Regions from separate parts of the Mus musculus genome. Here regions 2, 3 and 4 are each linked to region 1. The links are chromatin contacts, called in public promoter capture Hi-C maps. All regions are on one chromosome and are shown on one strand. The core of a region is the stretch at or near the end of the contact, and the rest is flanking DNA. Distances in the headings are between cores, read along the strand shown. Region 1 holds the start of Wdr17 (WD repeat domain 17). Region 2 holds the start of Aga (aspartylglucosaminidase). Region 3 holds the start of Neil3 (nei like 3 (E. coli)). Region 4 holds the start of Glra3 (glycine receptor, alpha 3 subunit).

What was found. Promoter capture Hi-C pulls out the DNA fragments that hold promoters and counts their contacts.
Region 2: a promoter capture Hi-C map of liver shows a contact between it and region 1, with 5 times the contacts expected there. The contact joins the promoter of Aga here to the promoter of Wdr17 in region 1. A contact is called at or near these places in 4 of 39 promoter capture datasets (the 3T3-L1 cell line, hippocampal neurons and liver) and 1 of 115 datasets of contacts at active chromatin or transcription factors (astrocytes).
Region 3: a contact with region 1 is called in a promoter capture Hi-C map of embryonic stem cells, with 4 times the contacts expected there. The contact joins the promoter of Neil3 here to the promoter of Wdr17 in region 1. A contact is called at or near these places in 7 of 39 promoter capture datasets (the 3T3-L1 cell line, embryonic stem cells, liver and 1 more), 1 of 115 datasets of contacts at active chromatin or transcription factors (large pre-B cells) and 1 of 9 other capture datasets (macrophages).
Region 4: a promoter capture Hi-C map of stem cell-derived epiblast-like cells shows a contact between it and region 1, with 2.3 times the contacts expected there. The contact joins the promoter of Glra3 here to the promoter of Wdr17 in region 1. A contact is called at or near these places in 4 of 39 promoter capture datasets (the C10 cell line, cranial neural crest, liver and 1 more).

What each region holds. Positions count from the first base shown.
Region 1 is chr8:54,722,038-54,726,638 of GRCm38.p6, reverse strand. It overlaps Wdr17 (WD repeat domain 17), which reads left to right and starts at 2,271. Exons shown (of 30, transcript NM_001372370.1): 1 at 2,271-2,351.
Region 2 is chr8:53,508,826-53,512,968 of GRCm38.p6, reverse strand. It overlaps Aga (aspartylglucosaminidase), which reads right to left and starts at 1,267. Exons shown (of 9, transcript NM_001005847.2): 1 at 1,038-1,267. The coding sequence starts at 1,164.
Region 3 is chr8:53,637,793-53,641,845 of GRCm38.p6, reverse strand. It overlaps Neil3 (nei like 3 (E. coli)), which reads left to right and starts at 2,781. Exons shown (of 10, transcript NM_146208.2): 1 at 2,781-3,090. The coding sequence starts at 2,935.
Region 4 is chr8:55,938,996-55,943,041 of GRCm38.p6, reverse strand. Glra3 (glycine receptor, alpha 3 subunit) reads right to left here and starts at 2,624. Exons shown (of 10, transcript NM_080438.3): 1 at 2,068-2,624. The coding sequence starts at 2,138.

The DNA.
Region 1 (4,601 bases), core at 1,022-3,521:
TTTAAAAGCTGAATGCACAGCTATGGACTGCTGGGTGTGGATGTCTCATTCTGTTATTTTCTTACATGGAGAGATCTTTTTTTTCTCTTTAGATCCATTATCAAGCACACATTTCTCTACTTTGAAGATAAGACAATTCCAAAAAATGTAATATATGTTTACATGAATGTCCCCTTAACATTCTTGTTTTCTTCATTACAGCCCAGGCAACCAACAACTTTCTTTTTTCCTCCCAATCAAGCATGCTGTTTATCTCTTTGCATCCTTATATACAACCTCCTAGATGCCATTCTTTAAGAAAAAGCTCAATTTTACTAGCTTCAATTGGATTCTCTTGGCCAGGAGAGGTTAATGTTTGACCTAAATCCTGAATTCTGTATTCCCCACATCTAGTTTTTCTATATTTCTAGTTTTATTTTTCCTTTCACAGTCTCTAGATCCTTTCCTATCTGTGGACAGCCACATTCACCTTCCACAAAAAAAGCAAGCAGGACATGATCTATTAAATTCATGATGTGCTTTCCCAGTACAGATCATGCTGCATAGATTGCCCATATTCTTTTCTATCTTATAAAATCCCATTTGTTTCTATTTCCTGAATAAAGTTAAAGAAAAAAAATTCTCTAAAAGTCCCTCTTCTGAAATCAACCCATAGTATCTTACATAACTACATTTAGAGTTCAGTACATAAAGCTATATGCATTAACACATGGATTTTCAAGATATTCTATGCTGTTTAATTTCCATTCATTCGTTCACCAAACATTTATTGGAGACCTGCTACTGTTAGTCATTTCAACATGGGATAGGGCAAACAGTTGTAAGAAATCGTCTTAGCTTTTAACAAATTTATTTTCCATAAGGAGAGTTAGTTTTAAGTAAATTTTGATTTACAAATATAGCATAAGTGATTCTAAGGAAACAGAGCCTCTAGAGAATATGTTGGAAGAAAACAGTAGCAGTATGCATTGTGAAGGTGAATAGGAAATATTTCCAGAGATTTTCTCTTGTAAGGGTAGATGATTGTTCAGAACTTGGCCTATGATTGAAGCTCCAAATATCATAAATGAACTACACTTTGTGGGATGAATTTCTCTGAAAAAAAAATTCACGGTTATGTAGAAGAGTCTACAGACTAATTTTGTTTGTAGAGAGTTGGCCAAAAGTCCATCGCCAAAATTATTTGGGACTACCTTACTCCCTGTAATAGTTGTTTATTGTTCTGTATCTGATATAACATGCCTTTCACTATTATGGCAAAGCTTTTCAAATATATTAACTTGGCAGACTGTTCTACTAACCACAGGCTAAGGATTGTCCTTAGACAGCATCTAGCAGATTTCCCAGGTTTATGTATCTTGCTTACCTGATGTATTATGACAATAGTTTGTTAACTACTTCCACGGTGGAACACACTATTTGGGGCAACTTGTATCCATGTTCCTTGTATTGTATCATGGTCTCTCAGAACATTGATTCTGAACATCTGCTTACTCCCTTTGGAGTGCATACTGTGCTTTTAATGGTCAGTTTCAAGTATACGAAGGCCAATTTCCTCTAATGTATTGACTAAAGGACCAAATTAAAGAAGCTACTTCAGAAATATAAACCCTAATTACATGACACTAGCATATGCTTTCCACCAGTGTCCACGGGGCAAATATGTTTTGCTCATGTTATGGACAGTTTTATTAATTGCTTGCAGCTGGACTAATCAAAACAATTTCATTCACAGATGTGGTTCATGCGGCTACTTGAACCAATGAAATATTAAGACGTGCAGGACAGCGAGCACTCTAGACTCACATTCCAAGCAATGCTTCAAGACTAATGTAGAAACCAGGTGATTTATTTCTTGTACATTCGATTCATTTTTATATAAGGTACAGCTTCGATGTAGCAAATTAGGCAGTGACAACGCTAGTGGGACGTATTCCTTCTGCTCCACCTTTTAAAATAATGTACATGCTTAGCTTGAAGCTTTGACTCAAAGCTTAGGAATCACATCTTCTGCACAGCAGCCGCGTTGCTAGGTAACCAACTCTCCGGGCCCTGTTTCCAGGGGTCACCAGGGACTTCCGCCTCCCTGTCCCATGTGCTCCAATCAGATACTAGGGTGCTTGTCACGTGCAATTCTGGGGCGGGATCCAGAGTGCTGTCCTCCCCAACCTGCACTGTGAAGGGTGGGCGGAACCCGACTCTGGCTCAGGGATGTTCAGGGCCGCCCCGCCCCTGAGAGCTGAGTGGGCGGCGAGGAGGGCGTGGCGGGTGCGCGGGCCAGGGCGGTCCCTTTGGCCGGTCCTGCTTCAGCACCTGCGGTTGTCCAGAGCTGCAACTGCTGTCTCCTTCAGGTAAGGCTCAAGTGGGGTTGCAGTGTAGGAGACTTTGCTCAGCGCCCAATCAAAGAGGATGATATTTGAATGAGTTGGCTTCACGTTGGTGACCAGCACTCTAAGGTCGCAGACTAGGACTCTGAGCCTCCTACAGTGCTGTGCAAGCCATGATGCCTGAGGAGCTAATCCCAGGAGTTTTGCAGCCACACACCTGAGTATTATAAGGCATAGTTAGAACTCAACATGTATGAGGATTCCCCCTGCGTGGAAGCTGGGGCTGTTTCTAAACACATTTTTGCTGTTATTTCTAAGCTTTTAAGTATATGGGTGTCTATAACCTAGAATGTTATTCCACCAATGGGCAAGACGTATTTGCATAGATTACTTTGTCCCTTTGAAATGGCTGTACCAAGAAAGCTTTTAAAAAGAAATGTTATAAGGGCAATACTAACCTGAGAAAAGATTGTTGTATATTAAGGAGATCATAAAAATTCTTTCTTGTTCTCTTACCGATGTATCCACATTTGTATGCAAGTATTCATAGGAGCAAAGTCTATGTTATTAAAAATGAATTAGAATACACAAAATACACTAAAAAGTTAGATCATATATCAATCACATGTCATCATTTATTTTATATAAATGTCTTTAACATAGATTTGAAGATATATTTCTAACTTACTCAGAACAAACTATCCTCCAAAGAATACTAAGAAATACGCACCCATTGTTTAAGAAATATGAAGTATTCAATTTAATAATATGATATTATAATTGCCAAATTTATCACTATCATATCATTTCTAGGTTACAATGATCACAAAACTAGTTAGATGCAAGGGAATTTATGAGGATTTAAAAACTTGAACTAAAAAATGATGAAAATATTCTATACATTTGCTGGTTCCTGTGTTCTCTTATCATTATTTTGAACGGGGAGAACTTAACACTGCAACAGTAGTGACTGAAACCTGTAAGTATTCCTTTATTCTGCAAGGTGCTGCAGCAACCAGAATGTGCCATGCCATGGTTATAGTTTTATGTTGGAAGACAGAAATCTGAGGCTGTCTGACGAACTTCAGTAACTCTGAAAACTTGTCAATTCAAGAAAATTTGGGAAACTTGCTTTAGTGGATTATTTATGGGTTAATGTAACAAGTGGTAGTTTTAGCACATTAAGAGTTCTTGGAAACTTTTCTAAATTGAAATTAACTAATAATCTATTTCAAAAGATACCCATAAAAGGAAAGTTTCTTTTTTAAAGTGAGGTCTACAAATGTGTATATAAAGACTAGTTGGATTTTTTTTTAATTTATGTTGATCTGGTATCTCCTTGTGTTGATTTTTAATAGATTGCTAAAGAAGCATAAACACTTCTGGGGAAATAGTATTTTTAGTTGCCTTTTAAAAACTTCATTCTCTTTAATTTTATAATTAAAATGTTATATCAGAATTCTAAAATCACACTATTTTTATTAGATATTTTCTTTATTTACATTTCAAATGCTATCCCCAAATCCTCCCTATACCCTCCCCCCACGCTGCTCCCCAACACACCCATTCCCCTTTCCTGGCCCTGACATTCCCCTGTACTGGGGCATAAGATCTTCGCAAGACCAATGGCCTCTTGCATCACATATAGAAATCTACAGATGAATTTAGCTTTGAAAATTAATTTTAAAAACTCATCTGCTCTAAGGAAAAGCTACTATATTTAGGCAGTTTTTCTTATTGTTTTCTGTAAATGACTTTAAAGTCCTTAGCCTGAGTAGAGATGGGCCAAGAAAGCTTTTATACTAATTCAGAGAAGAACATGACATTTTTTTAGGTTATTTTGTTATGTTTTGCTTATTTTATCTTGTGAGCCATAGAAGGCCAACAGTGGTTACTATGTCAGTATTAATAAAATTATAAAATTTCTAACTTAATCTAATTTTATTGTCTGAAACATTGTAATGAAGACCACACTGAATGCTCCATTAATCTGAAGGATTAACATTTTCCTCCCATAATCTAGATTTACTTGAGATTTGGTACATACAAGAAGAATAGCAGTAGTTAATATTATTTGAGTAACCCCTTTAGTCAGCCATTCACGGTGATGTCACGTCTACACATGGAAGACTGTAGCATTAGCCATGTGATTTCCAGTGTATTTTCATGGATGACTATCCTATGAAGAATATTTTGTTTTGAAATAAAACTTATTAGGAGATAGCGAAGGCTATCTTATTAGCTTCTTACGCCTTCTCCTTCATTTGTGTTAGA
Region 2 (4,143 bases), core at 18-2,517, 1.2 Mb after region 1:
AGCAAGCCTCAGCAGAGTATTACAGTGGCAAATGACTTCATGTGGGTGAATTAATCTCACCTTCATGCAGCTTCTGAGATAATATTTTATAATTATAATTCTCATTTTCAGAAGAAAAGCACAGACATGGATGAAGTAATTCATTCAAGGCCACACAGTATATTTCAGAAGTTGCCCAGTTTCAAAAAGGCATTTCTCTAAGGTGTCCACGTTTCTTGTTTGTGTTTTGTGGTGTTCTTTGAGTATCGAGTGGGTAGGTATTGAAAGGAAAGACGTTTTACTTATAATTCCATGGATGTTGGTTTTAAGAAGTCTCCCCTCCCCAACTTCAATACTAGTAACTTTCACAGAATCATACCATGCATATAAAGGTGGAATTTCTTTGTTTGGTTATTGTTAGGAGGTCTCTTTCTTGGTCTGATTTCTCACTAACTCTGCTTCCCACACATCCCCGATAACATACAGATTTTTTCTGCACTGGATTCTGGATCCAACAGTGTCCACGAACATTTAATGTGATAGCAGTCTCAAGGGTGTCAAGGTTGGGGGCAATAAGGTACAATCCCAAGAAACACTGAAGATAATTTGAATGTATAAGTGATAAGGGCAGCGTCACAAACATTGATCAAATACATATGCATCCGTAGGAAATTATCAATTGTTTCCTAAACTGGAATCCAGAAGATAATGGAGAAACAGGAAGGAGGCTATCACAAGAAGTGTAGAGTGGAGGAAAAACTTTGTGGCAAAAGACTGCCACAAAAAGTGAGGCAGGTGACCCTGTACAAGTATAGCTAAGAGGCCCAATGTTAGAGGTCAGACAAGGTGGTGCAGGAAGCAGAACAATACACCAGATCCTAAAATGCAGCAGGGGCAGGGAAGATGGAGAGGGTCTGGTGTAAAGTCAGAGATGCAGGAAGGAGAGGAGGCTCGGCCTTCTGCAGCGGGTTCCCTCCTGCAACCTTAGGGACTGAGTGCAGCTTCCTGCAGAGGAGCTCACACAGTGCAGCCACCCGCCCCGGGCTGCCGCTCCCCACCTGCTTCAGTGGCATTCTTAAAAGGCCAAGTGTTGACGACCAGGGGCAGAGGGCTGGAGCCCCGCACCAGGGGCATGCCCAGGACCAGCAGTAGGAGAAGCAGAGACAGATTCGACTTCCGCTCCATAGCTGAGTGACCCGCCGAGCAGCGTGAAAAAAGTCCCCGCCGGCCGCGCGCCCAGCCGGCCAGCGCGAGAAAGGTCTCCACCAGCTCAGACTCAGGCAGACTCGTGATTCCCTTTAGTCTCATCCCCAACTTCCTCAACTCTCGCGAGACAACGAGGCCTTCTATTGGCCCAGTGAAGGTTTTTTTTTTTTTTTCTTTCTTTTTTTCTTTTTTTCCTTTTTTTCTTTTTTCTTTTTACAAATCTGATACTGTTTCTTTAGTGGTCTGGTCTGTCGACCTCTTTTTAGTTCTTTGTGAAAAGATACATACATATAATACTAGTACTTTTAGTGCTTAGCCCATTTTTTAAAGGGAGATTGACCTTATTGAAAATGAATATGAAAATATGTTACCCTAGTCGCACGATGCTTGAAAACTCAGATAACTGATAAGATATTATATGAGTTTTATGCATTTGCCATCTTAACTGCAAATTCAAGGTAGACAGCCAGCCCGATCTATAATCTACCCTGGACTTTCATTAAATTTTTAAAATGACTATAGAGTATAGGAGAAGTGCTCTTGCTTAGGACCTAGCTGTTTGAGGCATTTTCGACACAGACTTTTACATCCTTTCTTCACCACAGGTTTTTGTAGGACGTCCTTTAGTTACAAATCCCTGAGCTGCAGGGAAAGGACATGCTGGGCAAACAGAAACGTACCCTGTACATTGCCCACTGAAGTGCAGATTCCTTGCCTCCAGCCAAGAAGTCTAATTCCAGTCTTTTCTGAAGGTATTTTATTTTATCTTTGTGCCTGGCACCATTAAGTACTAAATAAATGTTTGAATAAAAGGAGAAATGGGAGCTTTACATGCATGGTACCGGCTGCTCATTTTGATAATTCAGTTGCTGTGCAGATGTGTGAGCATGGACCAGTAATCCCACTGGGACTCTGGGATGCTTGTCCATGTAGCTCAAGGAAGGCATAATTTTAAAGAGCATCTATAAATCTATCCAGACTGGTAAAATATGAACTAGGTGAGAGTTGTGAGGCTTAGAGAGTCTTCAAGGTTCTCATTGCACGGAAACTGAATCTGCAATTTAAACAGCATAAGATATCCTAGAATCATCCCCAGGCAGGCAAGTGCTATTAAAAAGTTAGGTGTAATTAAAAAGAAACGACACATGATCCTTCTATGGGGTTTTGGAGGAGGACCAAACTATTTGTGCTGTGCTAATGAGCATAAAGCTCTTGCTAGGTGAGATGAGAAAGATGGATGAAACGGAATAAGAAAGCAAGGAAAACACTTATTGTCTTCGGAATTAATTTTCCATAGCACCTGAGTTGTTATTTATAAGTTCAAAGAACCGAGACATGCCTTCAAGAATTATAAAATATAATACATGGTAAACTAGTCATGGTTCCTGAAGCTCGTTTTGGGCAATATAATTTCTCCAGCTGAAAGAACCTAGACTCACACAGAGGTAGGATAGCAAGGCAGGCAAATTTAAGGGAAGAAAATTGGGGGGATGGGGACCCTCCCTCTTGGGATCTAATTTTCCTTTCCTGCCTGAGAATCATGAAACTTCAACAAAACTGATAAAGCTTTTAGTCTGCAGAGATTATGTATATTCCTAAGGACAGCTCAAACAAGGATGTTAGAAACAACACATGATCAGTGTTTACTTCAAGAAGACTGGGTGCTTCTGTCTCGGACTGTATAATATTAGCATCCCTGTCTCATCTCCAAGTATAAACAGTAGGCCTTACAAATCTCTTAGCTTGAAGGAAATGTGATTTAAATGGCAAGATTTTCTAAATCCTAAAACCTTGTAATTGTATCCATTAGGGAATGTAACTTAGCCAGTATTCTCTATCTTTCTTTGTGCTTGTGTCTCTGGGTGTGTCTTTGTCTGTCTGTCTGTTTCTGTCCCTCCCTCTCTCACACACACTCATACCACAAACACACACACATGCACAGAGAGAAAGAGAGAGAGAGAGAGAGAAAACGTAAGAAAGATAAAATAGATAAAATATATTGTAATAGGAATATTTGAAAGTCTCAATGTGCCTACTTTCTATGGGCATTTGTACTGAAAATAATGTGCAGTCTCAAAATATACACCATCTTTGGTGGCTGTTGTGGTACTCAGCCACTATGGTACTCAGTAAACTCATTTTGTATATGCTTAGAAAAATTGCTACAGCTACAACCTACATCCTATGGACGTTAGATAACTTTGGATAGTTGGATTGCTTCTGTATGACTATTAATTCTTTTTAGCTACTTGGTGAATACTGATCTTTCATTGCTTCTTAATGTAACTGCAGCCTTTTGCTTGATTTTGATGTACTTCTAAATTAAAATGGACATCTGTTAACAATACATGGTAAACTTGTAAAACATGGCCTGCCGTTTTCTTAGTATCTACCTCATTTCTTATTTCAATAATTAATTGTATGTAACAGCTATACATTGCTATTGATTTTAAAAGATATAAAAGCTATATGATAATTTTTATTCAAGCTTAAAACGCACCACTTAGTTCTATTTTTCAAAATGTCTGTGTTACTAGGGAAAACATTCTTATAACAATATCTCAGGCATCAAGGCCAAAATGTTAAAACTTTGGATAACACATCACAGCTCTAGCTAGATTATTTAATCTTACAGAGACAGACGTTTCTCATCTATTAAATAGAGATAATACTCTTTCTTGTTTTAATGAATGAGGTAAGAGTTAGAAGAACATTCATATAATAATTAGCATTTACCAAATATCTATTGATAAGTGTCTGGAGAGAACAGTCGGTATAGAATGCAGACATTGCCGTGAGCTGGCTGGATACCTAGAATGCTTTTTAAAGTGACAGAGTTTGCACTAAATTTTGATTTGGAAATAGTTTCTGTTCACTTTGAGTTCTCTGAAAGTTATTATTAATGTTTATGAAGCTGGTGAACACCAGAGCTGCAAGATTTCTGGATTCAGAAGAGAA
Region 3 (4,053 bases), core at 1,532-4,031, 1.1 Mb after region 1:
AATGTAACACTAAAGAGGACTTAAGGCAGCATCATTAACAGACTGGGGCCAATCTGGGCGATATATTACAGTCCCATTTCAGAAAAATAGATGGTTACTATTGTCAGCTTGACAAGATTTAGAGTGGCCCATGAGATAAGCCTTTTGAAATACCTGGTGATTTTTTTTTCTTTCAATTAGGTTTTTTGACCATACATGTACACAATATCTTCCAGTGGCCCAGATATAGGAAAGTCCAAGAGACAAGCTTTTGCTTGTTTACAGCTTGCTTTTAGGTCTTGTTCATCTACTAAAACACTGTCATTGCCACTGCTGCTGCTGAAGTGACATTATCTTCATTGACATCAGAACCCAGCTTCTTTGGGCTCTGAATTCAGACTCTAAACCAGTGACTCTCTCCAGGTCTTCAGTGTCAGATTAGGACTGCTGAAATATCTGGCCTCATGTGGTCTGAGAAACTAAAGGGCTCTTGGTCTCTCCAGTGTGAAGGCAGCTATTGCTGGATTACAATAGGGGGAGGGGGGTGTTTCATTCTGAATTGTGTAAGCCAATTTAATCAATTCGCTTTTGATATAGGTGCACTATTGGTTCTAGTCCTCTGACTAGATAGATAGGTAGGTAGGTAGATAGATAGATAGATAGATAGATAGATAGTTGATAGATAGACATATAGGTGGATAAAACTTTGGAATTACTACAAAAAAGAAGACACAGGAAGCAAAAAGTCTATTCTAGGAAAAGAAAATGGAACTAAATTCCTGGAATTTACAGAGTTTTTCCAAAATTCAGAATAATAAGCAATATTTATACAAAAGCATCTCCATCAATTTTTTTGGAAGCAAAATACAAAATATGTAGGACTAGATATTTATAAAGAATCTTAAACTTACCTGACACTTCTGGGGGTATAGACCAGATGACTATATCAAGTGAGGGATTCCTTCTATATCGTAACACAAATGATGAGATTACATATTTGACACATATAAAGGTAGGAAGAAAAATTTAGTAAAGATATCAGGCTCAATGATAATAATTAGTATTCTAATATCTTCTAAACCTACTTTGTGTGTGTGTGTGTGTGTGTGTGTGTGTGTATGTGTGTATCTGAGGACTAGTTTGTTCCACAGTGCAACAGTCACATGTGCAGATCAGAGGACACCTTATAGGAGTTGATTTTCCTAGGTAGGTTTGAGGCATGGAATTGAGGTCAGCAGGCTTGGTGGCAAGTGCCTTTACTCTCTGAGACATCATGTTGAGCCAATGTCTTAGGGTTTTATTGCTGTGAAAATGCACGACAGAGGCAACTCTTACAAGGGAAAATGTTTAATTGGAGCAGGCTTACAGTTTCAGAGGTTCAGTCCATGATGATTCATATCGGGAAGCATGGCAGGTGTGCAAGCATATATAGTGTCGGAGGAGCCAAGAGTTCTAAATCTTGATCTGAAGGCAGTCAAGTAGGAGACTGGATGTGTTTCACACCGGGCGTAGGTTGAGCATTTGAAACCTCTAAACGCCTACTCCACAGTGACAGACTTTCTCCAGTAAGACTACATCTCCTCCATCAAGGCCATACCTCCTAATAATGCTACTCCATCCAGGACTATGGGAGATGTTTTTATCGAAAACATCACAAAATCCCAGTCATTTAAATGTTGCAAGTAGATTTTAGAGCGGGCAGTGGTGGCACATGCCTTTAATCCCAGCACTTGGGAGACAGAGGCAGGCAGATTTCTGAGTTCAAGGCCAGTCTGGTCTACAGAGTGAGTTCCAGGACAGTCAGGTCTATACAGAGAAACCGTCTCCAAAAAAAAAAAAAAAAAAAAAAAAGCCAAACAAACAAACAAAGAATTACTGCAAGAATTACTGTTCACACGGAAGTTGTTACTACTTAACAGTAATTACTGTTATGAATTATAATGTAAATATTTGTGTTTTCCAATGATCTTAAGTGACCCCTGTGAAAGCATCATTTGACTCCCGCAAAGGGATTGTAACTCACAGGTTACAACAGCTGCTAGGTAATAAGTTGTATTGCAATTGTGTTCTTCCTCTGGTGTGATCTGCAATCACACCTAGAGCACAGCTAAGCAGGTCTATGGCCAGAACTATAAGACCTCTTGCTACCAGCCCATGTAAATGAACCTCTTGAAAGAGGATCCCCTAGCTACAACCAAACCTACCTTGTAACTTTTAGAGAACTGGGGAGCCAGAACCACCCAGCTGGACTTTGCCAACTTCTAACTCACAGAAATTTCTAAATAATAAATGATGTCATTCTTTAGATAGCAATAAACAATACAGAGGTGAAAGGGAAAGGGCTATTTCAGACTTTTCTCCATCAAAGGACAGAGATCAGAAATGAATTTTAGTTAACAGAATATAGAGTCCAGACAGTCCCGAGTCTGATGTAGACAAATGTAACCATTCATCATCCTACACTGGAAAGCCAACTAGACAAATCTCCACATTTAGTTTTCCACTTTTACTTCAGTACAGTGCTGGGCTTTTATGAAACCGCAAACTTGACGTTGTTTTAATGTGATCGATTTCAGCTCAAAAAGTATGGGCTGAGTAGTTCGAACGTAGTTTTTAGTCTTCAACTCCCAGTTTCCTGAGTTTTTACACTGAGCCGGGTTCTGTGACTCCTTTCACTGTGCACTGGCTCAGGAAATACCGATGACACAAGTGTGAGACCTGCAGAGCCCTGAGTTCTGTGGGCTGCCTGGATCCCAGAGCAGAGTCCGCACCACCTAGGCGTGGCCTGGCCGCAGATGGGCGGGGTTTGCTGGTGGGCAAGCCTAGGCTGGGCGGGGCGGGGCGCGCGGGAGATTTGAACTTCCCGCCCAGTGTGGGTCAGCAGGAAAGTGAAGTTGCCTGGTTGTTTTCCAGTCAGGCCTTGCAACTAGCAGGGGTTCCGGGCGGGCTACAGAGATGGTGGAAGGGCCAGGGTGTACACTGAATGGAGAGAAGATCCGGGCACGAGTGCTACCGGGGCAGGCGGTGACTGGTGTGCGGGGCACAGCTCTGCAGAGCCTCCTGGGCCCTGCCATGTCCCCTGCCGCCTCCCTGGCTGATGTCGCTACCTCGGTAAGTCAGTCCTGTGTCCTGCTTGGAAGCTGCAGCGGGAAGTGGAGTAAAAACACCACCCAGGTTCTGGGATCCCCAATCTACTCTGGTTCCCAAGACCTAGAGCCTGTGTTTCCCGACATTTATTTAACCTGAGAAGTGAGTCTTAGCTCTAGCAGCTGTCTAACAGTGCCAGTGCTAGATCCACCGAAGGCGTTTTGTTCCAACCCTGTTAACAGGCAGTCAGCAAAAGATGCTTTCTGCTGTTTACCGTCTACATTCACTGACGTTATCATCGGATTTGTGCGAAGTCTGGTATGTTTTTCTTTCCACGTTGTAAGACTGAACTCGTAACATAGACTTTTAGCCCTTTTCCAGCCCCAAATTCTGCAGTTGATCAGTAGTATATAATTCTAACGTTGCACATGGAAAATTTAGCACGAACATCTCACTCAGCTGAATATTGCCATCTAATGAAGGGGCAGTAAAAGCTAGTTCTGGTTTCCTTAAGTGAATTTATTTCTTTTGAAAGCAAATCGTAGCACAGTTTGCCACTCAGGCATACATTGCTGATGGCTGGATAGTCATTTGGTAAGAACTTAGAACTATACTAAAAATATTCTGATTAAACGACCAGGCTTTTAAGGCCCTTTAGATGTGTGGTTAATTGTATTTCATGGATACATGCAATATTGTGCTGTTCTTCAATTTCTCCTGCAAAGCTCCCTCATAGCCTTTGGTCTAGGAAAGAAGTTGTCTGTTATGCAATTAGCATATGCTCCCAACTTGAAAGAAACAAGGAAGATGTATTTTCAAGCTGAGGGAGGAAAAAAAAAAAGGTTTGGATCTTTTAACAGTTATGCTTTTATTTATTTTGACTTGGTGTGTCAACAAGTGCTCTGTACTTTTTAAAAAATTATGTTTCTCGAAATTATTTCAGAGTACTATAGAGATCTATGCTAATGGTTTCTCTAAAGTATTAGT
Region 4 (4,046 bases), core at 1,375-3,874, 1.2 Mb before region 1:
CCAGTTAGTTATTTGAACTAGAGCATTATGAATGATTTTGGTGATTGTTAGCTCCTGCTGCCTCTACCTTGTTCTGGAAAGAGTTTGCTAAAGTATTTTAATGTTAAAGTATGATTTCTGTTGTTCAATAAGACTGTAAGCTGACTATAGCTTAAAGGAATGAAGAAAGTCTTTGAAAGCACTATCTTCACGTCTTCTTTTCTATTAATTCATCATAGGTAGATTTAGTTAACAAAGAATAATTTCCATGAAGATGTTTTATACATCATTTTCAGTAACCATTCCTATGGAATACTTCTTTTAGTGACCATCACCTGGAGTAAAAATATTTATTTTCGAAATGCTACTAAAATTTTCACAGAACAGTGATAAAATCTTCTCTGGCTTTTGACAGAAAAAATGATAAAGAATATAAATATAAATAAAAATCTCATTGGGGAAGTCCTTTTCTAAGAATTTATGATTGAATTATTGTTTAAAATTTTTAATCATTAATTAATGATATTAAAGATAAATTGTAATTATGTATTGCTTTTGGAGAATTTCACTAAAAATATCACAAATCAACACATCCAATAATGAAAATTCCATATCTAGTTACTATAAAAATATTGTGATGAATTGTCATTATATAAAATTTCACCTCATTGACTAATATATTTTAATAATTGACCTTAAATATAAACTAAACAGACATATCTGCTGTTAAAATATATATTACCACCATTGATATTAAACATTGTAAACGATTATACATAAAGTAGCATGCATGTCAAAATGACTAGTGTATTTTCACCTGAATTTTGTGCCACTTTCTGTAACATACTCATGCATGAGACCTCTACATGCTTTTGATTTGCTACATAGATATATGAGCTCTGTCAATTGAAAGTTACAAAGACCGTAAAATCATATTAATACACTTTTCACTGAGAATACTGTGATCTGAGCTGTTTTAAGACTTCAATTTAAAAGGAAGTTTAGCATTTTTAGGAAATGTAATTTTCTACTCAACCATTTCCTATTACAAATAGGCATGCCAGAACAATATGTGATTCACACTTTTAAGACAGCCAAAAGATTAAAACTGGAATTACTAACACAAGGAGAAATACTTACATCACATGGAAACCAGTATATGCTTAACTGATTCAGTGTTCTAGTTATTTAACTTTGCACTCTTGAAAAGGTTGTCAGCCATAAAGTGAATATCCCACAGTAATTATGTGATAATACTAATGAAAAACTTATGTTGCTAGTTTAAATATCTATAGGAACATTTTTTTTTTTTGCTTTCGTACAGTGTTTACTGAACAATGGAGTTTTAATTATCTTAACTTTCACCTAGCTTCCCCTAGTATCTTCTACATAACTGTGAAGAAAGGTAGAAAGACTTCCAAATAGCATTGAGACATAGGAAAAACTGTCATGGCATGACAATTTTACAAGTTAATAGTCTTCTTATACTGCTTTCTTCCAAAAGACAACTGTAGGCACAGAACATTTCTGATGATTTATTAATTATTTTGCCTTCATGCATTGCTGAATTAGGTCATTGCAAACTCGTACCTTAAAGTTTCTATTCTTTTACCTAATCAGTTCATATATGAAAATGACATTTCTCTAATCAAAAATTGTTTATGTTCTACAATATTATTTCTATTTTCATGATGGCCCTGTTTCTAATTTTGTTTTGTTTTGTGTTTTAAGAAATTAACGCCCAGAAATTATAATTCATCATTACCAAGAAAACTCTAATGAGAAATATGTGAGAAGCAAAATATCTGTTTTCTTTAAGTCATTAGGTTTGAAAGAGTAACGTGGGAAGAGCCCAACTACTCAAACACACACCCTCGGTGAAAAACAACAGGAAATTATATATCTCCAGATGTCTCAATAGATAGATTACTAGGCTCTTTGAAACAGATAATTACGATATAAAGTATTGTTTCAGTAAGTCAGAACACAGTCCTAGGTTTCTCAGCTTCCTCATTAACAAGTGGTTGCAGATTAACACATTGGTTTATTGAGCTCTCTTAATGAGATTGTTAATGCATGCGGACTTACCTCAGTAACAGTGCGGCTTCCCAGAAGTAAAATCCAGAAACTAGTGTCCGAAAGTGTCTCACGTGGGCCATGATACGGAAAGAGATCCACGATCCTGAAAGCAGTCTTATCCAAGGCATGGGGGACCAGAAAGACAGAAGTGAAAATGTGACATGTAACCCCTTGGGGCTGCTGGAGATAAACGCTTGAGGAGCTTCAGCACCTCAGACAGCTCCCGCAGGACTGAATCCCTCTTTCAAGCACTTGATGTTTTCCTGGACCCCTGCTCTGTGCACTGAGCAGAAAGATTCACAGGGCTACAGATATGCGAGTGATTTCACAGTGAAGCTACAGAAAAGCGTGAGACTGTGACGACGCGTCAGGAGTGCAGAGGTCCTGAGCAACAGTTCCCCCAAAGCTCTATCAGCAGAAAAGGACTCGCCTTTTCTTGGCTCTGACCCAGGCAGGGTTCGAAGAAGAACAGCAGCAGTCAAAATTGGGAATGCTGCTCCACTAGGTCCAAGAGCCAGAATCTCACTCTCCACCTTTGCATAAATCCCACGGAGCGGAGCGCGGCAAAGACAGGCGGGGGCGGGGCCAGAGGACTTGTCCTTCCCGCCAATCACAGCTGCACAGCAGGACAGAGTGACAGGCCTCTTACCAAGCAAGGGAATGCTCAGCCTTTCAGCCCCTAAAAAGGAGGGGCTGTGTTTCAGAATTGGTGCAGAGCCCACTAGGCTCCTAGAGAGAGTGGGGAAGGAATCCTTGGAGCTGAAAAGGGGAGATTCAGTGGTTTGCAGAATTAGAGGGCAGAACTACACGGGGAGGCTCCTTCCCTTTCAGAAAAAAAAGCACAATTTAGTAAAGACATATCTTTTCAGAGATGACTACTGTCTCATAGAGCTGGGAATGCAATGCACATGCCCAGCCAAACAAGTTGCTTCTACAAGCATCTCATGCTCAGAGCCAGCTTGCAGGCAGTTAATTGACTTTGGTGCTAATGAGGCTTCCAAAAAGACTAAGGGAAGAAGTCTCCTGAGACTGGAGAGACATCACTTAGACTCCCCCCACCCCCTCAGTTTTTAAATGATTGGCTCGGATGTTTTAAATGGAAGAACTAGCACGTAGTACTAACTGGTATATTTCTTCTTTCATCTTTTCAGAGCTCAGTCTCTCATCTCCACTCTGTGTGTGTGTGTGTGTGTGTGTGTGTGTGTGTGTGTGTGTGTGTGTGTGACCTAAAATAGAAAATAGAAAATCTTTATTTCCAGTTGGCCAGTATCAAAATGTTCATTTCTTTTGACTTTTTAAAAAAGTCCATTACGAATTTATTCTGAAAATGCTCCTTTCAACTCTTTAACTTTTTTCAACAACTAAGCTACATATTAAGAATACATTCTTAACGTGTCCCACAATCTTTTTCCTAGTTGAGTTAAAATTGTAATTTAATGGAAAACTAGATTTAGCTGGAAGTATACAAGGCATCCCTTACCAACCTGCTGAAATAAGTTACAGTGAATACTCTTATTTATGTCTTCTATTTAGTAGATCACATTAATTTCATTCAGTGAAAAATAAGTTTTCTGAATTCGTTTCTATATTTGTAGAAGACATGTTTTATGTGACTCTTTTCTGATTTAAATCATCAACTTACAGAAGACTCATAAGAAACACATCAGTTTTATACCTCCTAGAAGGTTCATAATGCTTTTTTTTTGTATCTATATTACATTTGTGTGTACATGTATGAATGCACACATGGATGATTGCATGGACTAATGTATGTCATGTTTGAAGGTTATAAGATAACGTGTGGACAGGCAATTCTGTCATTTCACATTGCGAGTTGGAGGGATCACACTTAGGTCTCTCGCCTGGCAGCAAATACATTTACCTGCTGCGACATCTCACTGCCTCTGAGAAGATATCCTCTTTGAAGAACCTGTTGAAAACTTACACTACACAGATGCTTCTCAGTTACTTATTCACTGATTAAAAAT